Linked DNA regions of Mus musculus: all the other regions are linked to region 2. A link is a contact called in public capture Hi-C and targeted proximity ligation data. All regions are on one chromosome and are shown on one strand. The core of a region is the stretch at or near the end of the contact, and the rest is flanking DNA. Distances in the headings are between cores, read along the strand shown.

Evidence for each region. Capture Hi-C pulls out chosen DNA fragments and counts their contacts.
Region 1: a targeted proximity ligation map of pancreatic cancer cells shows a contact between it and region 2. A contact is called at or near these places in 2 of 130 datasets of targeted methods (memory CD8 T cells and pancreatic cancer cells).
Region 3: a targeted proximity ligation map of pancreatic cancer cells shows a contact between it and region 2. A contact is called at or near these places in 9 of 39 promoter capture datasets (the 3T3-L1 cell line, the C10 cell line, cranial neural crest and 3 more), 7 of 484 Hi-C or Micro-C datasets (bone marrow-derived macrophages, embryonic stem cells and stem cell-derived epiblast-like cells), 16 of 130 datasets of targeted methods (the SCID.adh cell line, acute myeloid leukemia, bone marrow-derived macrophages and 10 more) and 5 of 9 other capture datasets (adipose tissue, embryonic stem cells, liver and 2 more).
Region 4: a capture Hi-C map of macrophages shows a contact between it and region 2, with 6 times the contacts expected there. A contact is called at or near these places in 16 of 39 promoter capture datasets (the 3T3-L1 cell line, 3T3-L1-derived adipocytes, the C10 cell line and 9 more), 2 of 484 Hi-C or Micro-C datasets (bone marrow-derived macrophages and cortical neurons), 9 of 130 datasets of targeted methods (bone marrow-derived macrophages, craniofacial prominence, embryonic basal ganglia and 4 more) and 5 of 9 other capture datasets (adipose tissue, embryonic stem cells, liver and 2 more).

What each region holds. Positions count from the first base shown.
Region 1 is chr19:11,049,315-11,052,014 of GRCm38.p6, reverse strand. It overlaps AW112010 (expressed sequence AW112010), which reads left to right and starts at 1,449. Exons shown (of 3, transcript NR_102366.1): 1 at 1,449-1,627.
Region 2 is chr19:10,632,913-10,635,612 of GRCm38.p6, reverse strand. It overlaps Vwce (von Willebrand factor C and EGF domains), which reads right to left and starts at 1,380. Exons shown (of 20, transcript NM_027913.2): 1 at 1,030-1,380. The coding sequence starts at 1,139.
Region 3 is chr19:10,893,869-10,896,795 of GRCm38.p6, reverse strand. It overlaps Prpf19 (pre-mRNA processing factor 19), which reads right to left and starts at 1,565. Exons shown (of 16, transcript NM_134129.4): 1 at 1,328-1,565. The coding sequence starts at 1,346.
Region 4 is chr19:10,973,212-10,976,113 of GRCm38.p6, reverse strand. Ms4a10 (membrane-spanning 4-domains, subfamily A, member 10) reads left to right here and starts at 1,414. Exons shown (of 9, transcript NM_023529.3): 1 at 1,414-1,495.

The sequences.
Region 1 (2,700 bases), core at 200-2,699, 420 kb before region 2:
CTAAAGATGCTTATTTCTGCTGACATGAAATGTATAGCTTTAGCCTAACAACTAACAAATACATCTTAGTCATCTCTGCTTTCATTTATTCAGTGGTAAATATCAAAAAACGGAATCCTTATAAGCTCTTTCAGAGTCTTTAGTTGATTTCCTCCAAGTGCAAAGATGTCCCGAGTTCCTTGAGTTAGAATACACTCACCCTCTCAGAGCCCTAGGACACAGAGAATGGGTCTCCATTCTGGAGCCTCACAACCCAGTCTAAAAGCCCTTCACTCCTCCTCCTCAGAGGCAAGGGACCAAGATCAATGTTGAGTGACAGCTCTCTTGACCTGCCAGTCAACTTGATAACCTCCACCTATCTTCATTGTTGTGTTTTGTTTTGTTTTTTATTGCTCTGAAGAGACATATGACCAAGGCCACTGATTTTAATTAATTAACTTATTTATTAATTAATTAATTTGGAGGCCCACAGTTTCAGAGAGTTACAGTCTGCAATCATCATAATGGGAAGCAGGGCATCAAGCAGGCCGGCATGGCACTGGAGCGGTAGTTAAGAGTGTACTTCCTGCGGAGGAAGAAGAGAGGGGATCGGGGGAAGGGAGAGAGGGAATAAGAGAGAGAATGTGCACAGTGGGACACACCTCCTCCAGCAAAGCTACACCCCCTAATTCTTCCCAAACAGTTCCCAACCAGGAACCAAGCTTTTAATTTATGAGGTGGGGGGGTCTCACTCAAAGGACCACACCCTATGGAGAGCGGGGCCTTCTGTCTCTGCTGGGGATTGCCTCCTCTTCCTTATATTTCCATGTCACCTCTATTACTCCCAATCTGACCAGTCAGCTGGCTGTGCCAGCAGTGACTGCTTCCCTGTCACTACACAAGATCTTTCACAGACACTCTATGGGCTTTTTAGCAACGATAACAAGGTGGCACCAACAGGAGAGCTCATTAAACCTATTGTCCCTTGGTTCTGGAGGCAGGAAGTCTGAGTTCAGGGTGTCAGCAAGGCTCCATCCTTCAGGAGGACTGGGAGGAGAGTCTCCTCCAGGCTTCTCCTAGCCTCTGGCTTCTGGCAGTATAATAGTGAACTCTCCTTGTATTCACATCTGCTAATTCTTTAACCTACAACCCACGATGAAAATGCAAACACAGGAGATACACGCTTGAGTGTAATCCTGTGTCCTGCCTGAAACCACATCCTAGAGAGCCCTGAAGAATATCCACTGACCCATGTACTTGTGTTACTCTTACCAAAAAAAAAAAAAAAAAAAAATCAGCATTTGCTTTAAATCATTGAAATATCATATTATGTCTGCTTATTTCCATAGCCAAGGATGAAGCAGTTGTCTCAGGCAACACTGTACTGTGTTCCAAGCAAGGAATTTCCCAAGTGGGAAAAGGCTCTTGGGCTGTGTTTGCAGATCTTCCTGTTTGTTTGTGGGATAGGCCAACTAATTGTGTAAACTTCTCTCAGACTCGGGGTTTTTCAGTCCACTCCTGTTTAGCAAATAGTGCCCCAAAGCAATTCAAAGGGAAAGTGAAACTGACATTCTCAAACTTTATATAAAAAACCAAAGAGAAGATCAGCAGGAGTCTAGCAGACAACCTGAGCTGCAAGATGTCTCCCGTAAGTACCTCTTGATCTGTAAGGGGAAATCTATAGTGGGTAAGAAGGCCCATGGAAGGCCTCATCCCAGCTTACTGGAGAGAATGAGTGTCACCTTCTGTCTTTGAAAGCTTGCATTTAGTTTGTTATTATTTCTAAGTCTGTTTTTCCAGGAAGATATAGTTCTTGTGGGGTGGGTATCTCCTGTCTGACACCACAGAACTCAATTCTAAGCCTGGGATGTAGAGAGGAGACAGCACTAGGTAGGCATATGAAGGGCCAGCCAGGCGCTGCGGGAAATACACACACACACACACACACACACACACACACACACACACGCACACGGAAATATCTGGAAAGGACAAAGCAAAGGACTTAAGCGTAAGTTTCTCCTGGGTCCTCCTGTGTAAGTTCTTTCTGATTTTCTCCTCAGTTGTGGATCACTTCACTGACTTTTTCTCAACGTGCAGAGGCCTTAATTCCTTCCCCTTTTAAAATAGCTCTGTTCCAGCCCAGCAGACTTTTTAATGATCTAGCTTTCTCTAAAAGCTCAGAACAATGGCAGGAGTCTGTACCCTCTTCTGAAGATGAGGCACCCTGTATGTAGTTAGAATCTTCCTCTGCCCTAGAAAAAAACATTTGATACAGGCCCTGCTCTCTCCATGTTAGCTTTGCCTTCCCCCTCTAGCCTTTAACCATCTCACTTTTCTGACTGTTCTTGTCCATGACCTCACATCCTACTCTTACCCAGAGGAGCCTCTCTGTTTTGCTCCAGACTGCACCTAGAATTGTCAGGGTCAGAGTCCAGGCTCAAGCAATCCAGATTCATCTACCCAGTCCTTAATGGGCCAACTAAACAAATAAGAGTGGAAGGTAGAAAAAAATGAATTCATTGTGACTTCATTGAGAAGCAGAGCAAAGGGGTCCAGTGACTTGGCCCCACCTGGGCTTATCACTCAGTTTCTAACATGGAGTTTAAATAAAGAGCCAGAGGTATGCAAAGCGAAGAATTTCTTTTTTTTTTTTTTAATTTTTATTTTATTTTAATTAGGTATTTTCTTCATTTACACTTCCAATGCTATTCCAAAAGT
Region 2 (2,700 bases), core at 131-2,630:
GTCCTTTTTTCCTCTCAGAAGTCAAAACCAGTGAAGACAAACCAGACCAACAGTGATGTCACACATAGAAACGATGATAGCAACAGCTGAGGCAGAGAATCCGGCAGCTGGGATCTACAGAACAACTTAATAGCTAAGCCAAAGGGGGCTCTGAAAGGGGCGTGAGGTGCCATCGAAGTGGTAAATGGTAGGGTGCCTGTGGAAGCTGGTGGAGTTCCACTTCAGATAGGCAAGGGTAGGGTGCCCACCAGAAAGCCCCAAGGAGCTTTTCGTGTGTGGCACAGTGATGCCAGGGAGACAGGTGGTGGGAGATCTGCAGGAACTGCAAGAGATCGCAGAACCCACGTGCTGGGCGGTAAGCTCTTCCTCCAGGGCAGCCCCTCTGAGCGCCCCTGGGAAGATGTGGCCGTGGGCCAGGCCACCCGCTGACAACGTGTACCCTTGCTATAAGCATCACGCACACACGATCACCACTCCCTCATCACCCCTTAGTGGTAGAGGACTAAGACAAACTTAGGGAAAATGATTGGGTTTGGAAAGACACGCCTCCCGCCTGTCGCCTGCGGCCTCCCGCCTCCCCGGCCTGTGCACACATGCGCAGATACCAAAGCATAACCCTGAGCCACCGGTGGCTCCAAGGTCCACCGGGTGCAGAGAGCAAGAGACACTGAGAAAACCCCCAACCCCAAAGCAACGTGTGCAGAAACGGAGGGGGTCCCGCACCACCAAGGAAGAAAGCCAGGCAGTTGAGACCAATTGGCATGTGCTGGGGTTCCCTAGCCAGAGGGTCAGCCTATTCCCATAGTACAAGATTCCTTGGAGCCGCGATCTCCATCTCCCAGATTCCTTAGCCAGAGCAGTCCCCAGCCAGGGCCACCCAACTGGCACAAACTACTGTCTCTTTGTCCAGACCCCTGGTGTGCCCTCGCCACAGAGGCTACAGGTCCAGCAGCTGCCCTATGCTAGTGTCTTCCAGCTCCACGCAGTGGCGCTAGAAGGCTGGGCCGCTGAAAGGCACCGGGCTCTTACCTCTCCGCAGAGTAGTGCCCTGGCGCCTTCCTCCCGGTATAGCCTCGGGCTGAAGACCCCAGCAACGGGATCAAGATGTAGGCGACATGGAGCAACAGTCTAGCCCACATGACTGGCAGCAGAGGTCCTGGACTCTACTGGGCTCAGGTCCCGCACCGGGGAGGGGGCTACCGACCTTGTCCCTCCTCCTGGAAGCGATCTGGTTCCCCCACAGCTGGCAGGGACTGAGGACGACGAGAAGAGGGCTGGTGGTTAGGGGAGGACTGCCTAGGCGGGTGGGGGTGGGGGTCCTTGCACCTTGGAAAGAAACACACAAAAGGAGCGCCGCCCGCCGGTGCCTCTCCGGGAGGCGTGGAGCCTGGGGCGGGAGCAAAGATCAGGGACCCCGAGGGCGGGGTTTCACCCTCGGCCCACACCCCCAGCCTGGGTTTGGGAGTCGCTTTCCACAGAATGACTGAAGGCTTCGAACCAAGTTGGAAAGAAACTTCAGGAACAAGGTTTTTGAGTTTCCATAGAATCCAATCTGAATTCTCAGTAGGTGAGACTTGTGGACACTCAAACCCAGGGCACTGAAGCGAGGCAGTTTTGACTCTCCCCAAGCCCACTAGATGGTAAGGATAGTGTATTGGTGGTTTAGTCTGCTTCCTTGCCAAAGGACATTAGCCTGTTTTGAACCCACAAGCTACCTGCTGGGAGTCAAATGGTTGAGTGGACAGCTTCCTAGCTCACCTGGGAGGTAAGAAAGCAGTGCGCAGGTGGCAAGGGAGCTAGGGGCGCAGAACTAGAAGGTTCAGTGTTTGGGCTCAGGCTTCGAAGTTGGCTCAGGCTAGAAGAGGTTTAGGCTGAAGAATGTAGAGCAAAATGATAGAACTGAGAAAGATCTAGTTGGGAGGAAGCGAAAAGAAGGCTCGAGTTTTACCTTGTTCTGGTAGCAAGCCCCGCCTAACCCTACCCAGTCTGGATTAGTCAAGCGTCTGTGTAAAGACTTCTAGGAATAAGAAAAATTGGCTGAACTAGTTTTTAAAAACTGTACTTCCCAAGCACGACTAAATCCTTCGCTTCTGCCTCGTGCTGATCCCAAGATCATTGGCATTGGTGACCACAGATAAACTGTGCACAGATGACCTGGATGCTAGCTGCCTTCTCACAGACACTTTCCTTTTAGTTTCTGAGCAAACGTTAACTCGGGTGTTTGATGCTTGTTGGTCCCCCGACCCTTAATTTGCAGTAAGAGGAAAAGTTCAAGTACTTTTGGATGTTGTGGTGCCATGGCTAATTGTTATTTTCAACTTGAATGGATATAGAAGCTCCTAGGCAATAAACCTTTGTGTGTGTCAGAGCTGTTTCCAGAAGGATTTAACTGAGTTGTGAAGACCCATCCTAAATGTGAGTGGCATTGTCACATGGGCCGGACCAAATACAAAGACCATAAAGTGAGTGCTAACATTCATCTGGCTCTCTATGCTTCCCCTGCCAAGATGGCTGCACCTGTGAGCCAGATAAACCATTCCTTCCTTGCTTGCTTGCTTTTATGGAGGTTATTCTGCCATAACAACTAGCTGTTGGCATAACAACTGGCCAGCCATCTTTCTACCTTAACCCACGTGGCTGAACCGAGACTTACATTTGGACCTGTATCTCATCTTGTTTGGGCCCATTCTATTATCTAGT
Region 3 (2,927 bases), core at 316-2,815, 260 kb before region 2:
AGACTTGTTTCTCTACCTTCCCCTAAACAGGGTCAACTGGTTCACTTTAGCAGACAAGTGGAAGCTACCTCCACATCAGACTCTTCTGAAAGCTGCTCTAAGATAGCGACTTGTCACATCACAAAACAGCTCTTATTCACCACACAATTCTATTCAGCCTCCCATAGGTTGTGAGTCACCATCCTAAGGTTCAAGCTCCTATTCTTCTCCGTGGCTTCTCTTAGAATCACCTATTTTTGCAGGACTCCCATGCATGTGTTATTAAGTATGGATTTGTGCCATATTTAAAACCCGTATCTTGTACACGGCCTTCCTGTCCTATTCTGTTGGTTTATCACACTACTCGACGACTAAAGCTTTCTGGGAGCTTTCCCTCTTCTACCAGAGGAAGGATAGCCCTGGGCACGTAAGAGTGTGGTCTCAAAGATGGAAAGAAAACAAATCGTTTGTAAATACTTTGCAAACTGCAATTTCTCTAGTATGAGATTTCCTTTTCTGCTTGTCATTTCCCTCCTCCTTTTCCTTCTTTGAACTAATGGCAACGTTCTGAGAGGGAAATAGAGAAGGCGAGGAATCTAGTAACGTGGTAAACAATATGGGAGAACACCCGCAATGCCGTAATACAACACCCCAAGACAGGACAGCATAGTGCACGGGAAAACCATGGATCCAGGCTCAAAGAGCCAAGCTCCACTGCTTAGCTTCCTCGCACACCCCTAGGTAAACCCATTCTTCAAGACTTCCGACACCCTCTGTAACTCACGGATCTTTATTTCCCTTCAGACAATTCTTGTAAGCATAAAATGAGATCACCGTTTGGAAATGCATCGTAAATCAATACAGGTTTTCTAAACATTCGCTGTTTTCATTAGTCATACTGCGCGAGGCTAGAAGCCAGACACCTGGCTTCCAGCCCTGTCTCGAAGTCACTGCGTGATCTCTGCAAATCGGAAAGTCCGATTCCTAAGCGAGGTTTCCCAAGCAATGCCCACTGCAATGCTTTCAATTTTGCAGATGGGGAAACTGAGGCCCAAACCCGCTAGAGCCCAGATCACAATTGGAGGCGGATCCTGGGCATGTCCTCGGGTTTTTTGACACCAAGAGCTGTTTTTCACTGCACCAGCTCCTCCCCCCCACTTCTGCTCAGGCCTGTCTCAGCTCTGTAAAACGACGCCGGTTTCAAAAGACCCCTGAGACAGTCATTCTTCCCAGCTACGTGAATTGCGCAGCCCTGCGCAAATGCACCCTGCACGCAGGGCCGGGAGCTCCAGGGCCCGAGCCACAGGGGCCACACACGCTCCCGCCTCCCGCCGCAGCCAGCACTCACTCGAGCAGATCAGGGACATGGCGCCGTCGTAGCGCTGCTGCCAGTCGCCTCACAGAGGGTTCCCGGTTCTCTGCAGCCTCCGCGGGCCACTTCCGGTCCCCCGCCGCTTCCGGAGCGCTCGGACGCGGGTAGACAGCTGCCCAGCGTGGCGATGCTCGCACAACTGCTTCACGTGGGGAGGTGGCCGGTGGCGCGCCTCAGCCTTCTGCAGCTAACGGAAACTGCCCTTTCCCAGCATGCAACCGAGCAGGAAAAGGCCCGCCTCGAAACACTCGGCTGTTTCCGCATTGGCTCGGCTTCTTCCGGCGAGCGCTCCAAGAGGCCTGAGGCGGGAAGGAGAGAAGAAACTACATTTCCCATGAGGCTGCGGGGACCGCCAAGGCTCTTTTTTTTTTTTTTTTTTTTAGATGGAGCTGCTGTCACCTAGGGAACACTAGTCTTTGAAATGGTCGTGTGCAAGACAGATTTTTCAGGAGCTTGTAAAAGTGCAGATTCCTAGAGTCTGCCTTAGAGAGTCTGTAGGCATGATTCGGAGACCTGTGTTCCTTGGCCGGCTTTTGAGAAACAATGTGACCCTGTAAATAAAGCACAAATGAGTAAAGAAACTAACACTGCCTAAATTCTTGCTCTGGAAATATGGGCAAGCCAATGACTTCGTTGCCTGCTACGTTTTAAATATAGTCTGTTTTGTAAACTCAAGGGAATTTAGTTCCCAGCGTCTTATGTGTACGTTTAAAAGAATGGAAATTTGATGGGTGTGTTTGCAGAAGTCTTTAAACACAGGCACTGGGCTTCAGAGGCAGGCAGATCTCGGAGTACAAGTCCAACCTGGTTATATAGTGAGCTCCAATCCAGGGCAGTCAGAGCTGTGTAGAGAGAACATGTCTCAATAAGCAACCAAACAGTAAGAGTGGAAAGTTAGCACGACTATGGTGTTTTTCTGTGGTTTTGTTTTTGTTTTTTTGAGACTGGGTTTGTGTGTGTGTGTGTGTGTGTGTGTGTGTGTGTGTGTGTGTAGCCCTGGCTGTCCTGGAACTCAGTCTGCAGATAAGGCTGGCCTCAAACTCAAAGATCTTCCTGTCTCTGCCTTTTGAGTGCTGAAATCAAAGGTGTGTGTCATTACTATCTAGCTTAACTGTGGAATGTAGAGGTGGGATCTTTAGAATAAGACATTACAAGAATCCTGGTGGAGTTCATATAGGGAAAGAAAGAGTGAACAGGCACAAATGAACCAGTTGACTTCCATGGCAATGTGACACCAGCAAGGAAGAGGCCCTAGACATTGCCCACGTCATTCTCTTTGAACCTTGTGCTTCTAGAAATTTGAGCAAGGAGAACCCTCTTTTCTTTAAAGTAGCCTACCTCAGGTGTTTTGTTATAATAACAGTTCCCTGCCTCCTGCCAACTTCTTTTGTTTTCTCTACTAAAGACCGGACCAGATCGGCTACCAAGCCTGATACCCGAGTTCAGTCCCCAAGACACCCCCCCCACACACACACACACACAAGCACACACAGTAAAATAAATAAATAGGCTAGGCCTGGTGGCACATTGAGAGTAAGTAAATAAACTAAAATGGTATCAGTCATAATGGAGTTCT
Region 4 (2,902 bases), core at 165-2,664, 340 kb before region 2:
AACTTTAGTGTGTGCACGTGCCTCTGTGTGTGTGCACGTGCCTCTGTGTGTGTACACGTGGTCTCACACACACACACACACACACACACACACACACACACACACACACAGTAAGAAGACTGGAGAGACAGCTCAGCAGTAGTTAAGCGTACTGGCTGCTCTTCCAGAGGACCAAGGTTTGATTCCTCCCGAGCACCCACTTGCCACATGGCAGTTACAATTGTCAGTAGCTCTAGCTCAAAGGGATCTGACACCCTCTTCTGGCCTCTGAGAGTGCCAGGCACGCATGTGGTGCACAGACATGCATACAAACAAAAACAATTATACATATTAAATAATAAAATCGTTTTTTAAAAAAGAAAGAAAAGTAAGATAGAGAATAATACACACAAATAAACCAACATACACATATATACATACAAATTTACCTAACTGCATATGCTGCATACACTTTAATATGTATATTAAATATTAACAATTAAATGTGTATTCTCCGTCTTTAAAAACCAGAGGAAAAAGATAGAAAAAGCACAGTAGTTATCTAGTTCTGCATGAGACAGACTGGACAGCTTGAAGTTACACATTCTCATCTCACCATGTCCATGGTCAAGATCCAAACATGCCTTAGATATAAGTTCTCTGTAAGTCACATGCGCTGCAAGCTTGGTGGTGGCTGGACTTCACTCTCAATCAGGGCTTCCTGTTACTTGTGGTCACGTGACCATACCTTTTAAGACAAACACTACCATGCTTACACAGATGACAATACATCTGTCTGGCTTACCACCAGAGACCAAAGTCAAGCAAGAACTTAGGATGACCATGGCTGGTTTGAGGAGGGACACAAGGCCCAGGGCAGGGTCATTGTAACCACTATTGTGGATACTTTAACTTTCAAAAAATTAAAAGATTCTTTGAGGGGCCAGAAAGGTGTCTCAGAAGCTAAAGTTACTGCACAACCTGACAATATCCGTTCAGACCTCAGCACTGTGGAAAGGTGGAAAGAAGGAATCAATTTCACAAAGTCCTCTGACCTACACACACTCACACAGACACACAGACAGACACACAGACACACATCAATCACACACTCATATCAGCCACCCACATCAACACACACACACACAAATAAAAATTTGAGAATTTTAATAATCAACTCATTCAAATGCTGCCTTCACCAACTTGACAATGAACTGCTCCATGAACTGAAATGTCATCACTGCAACATTAACTGTCTCAGCTGTTAAAGGGAGACATAAGGAAGGAGACTCAGATCTTCACCTGCCCAGGTTTGGAAGCAGATGGTTTTGAAGGATCTAGTCCAGACATGCATCTCTGATTAGCTGGGAGTGTGAGCAAGGGGTGGGTCCCAGAAAGAAAAGAATCCAAAGTCTAAAGCCATAAAGATGTTCTGATTTCCACCTCTGGCTCTGTGCTGAGGCAGCTCTGGATGGTCAGGCACAGCTGAAGCCTACAACAGAGTTCCCGGGGCCAGGTGAGTACCCCCTCTCCACAGCAGAAACAAACAAGGGAGGGTCATCAGGGCCTCAAGTGGGGTTCAGTCTTAACACAAGAGATCAGCCTCTTGTGCTCGTCAGTCAGTAGCTGCAAGCTGGTGGTGAGTGGCTGAAACTTGACCCCCCCAGAAGTGAACAGGAACTGTTTATCAAGCAATGTCCACAACAGCTGGAGAACAAATGTTCCATGCTATGAAGTCCTGGGAAGTGGGGTTACTACGGGCCTCTCTCCAGGAAGGAGTCTGCTACCAGGAGCCCAGCCCACTACCCAGGATCAGTTGGTGATTCTGAGAGCTAAGAGGAATGACACCCCGTCCCTTCTAACCCTGGAACCTTGAGCACACAGAGAGACAGATTTGAAAAAGCAAAGCAAGGAAGACACTTGGGAAATTCCACCCTCTTTTTCCCATATCTTCCCTTTACACCAAGTGCCCAGCCCTGAGACCTCGAGAAAGTTTACTTTGCAAATGCCAGGGCCCCTTCTGACCTAACATAACTGAAAACCCAATCTTCTAAGGGTGGCTGCCAGCAGCCACTCTGTCACACTGACTCCATACCTCTCGGTACCTGCCTTTCTCTGCCTAACATGCCCATACATACATCTACATATATGTACATATATGTGCACATATTATATACACATACACACGTATGTGTAAACACACACTACACTACCCTCTCTGCTCTCTTGACTTCTTCTGCACTGTCTGCTTAGGGTCACATTCCCATCAAGATTTTCTCAACCTTCTAACCCAGACCTCCCATGGACAGATCTTATCCATTCTAGACATTCCCTGGCAACCAGCTCATTGCTCTGCAGACAAAATCCTGAAGGGCAGTCCTGTGTGCTCCCAGATAACTGTCTCCACACACTCTCCTCGACACAACCTTCCCAGCTATCAGGATCCCATAGCTGATTTCCTCCTTGCTCTGAGCAGGAGTCAGATAGAAGCAATGAACTCCCCATCCTGGAGATTAGAATGGGACCTCTCTTAACAGAAAACCAGACAGAGGTCAGGTGAGATTCAGGCTGTAGGGCAGGTATCATTGGCTTTTATTACTAAATTCTAACCTCTGGCCCTGGCCCAATTAATCTTTGCAGCCCACCCTCAGGCAAGCACTAGTGTTCCTGTGTATCCATAGAAACAGACTTAGACACTGAGATGCAGGAGCAGAGCCAGGGCTAGGCCTGGCCTGTCTGCTTGGAAGATTCATGTTCTGGCCCACTAAAAGGTTACAGAATCCTCCTAGCTCTGTCTCTGCCTCCCACAGGCTAAGGAAACGGGAGAGATTTGCAGAAAGTCTGAGGCTGAGTATAAATCACCAAGACCCTACGGTTCCTTAAGACACCAGACAGCTGGGTCTGTGGCTCCTCTAGCTGAGGA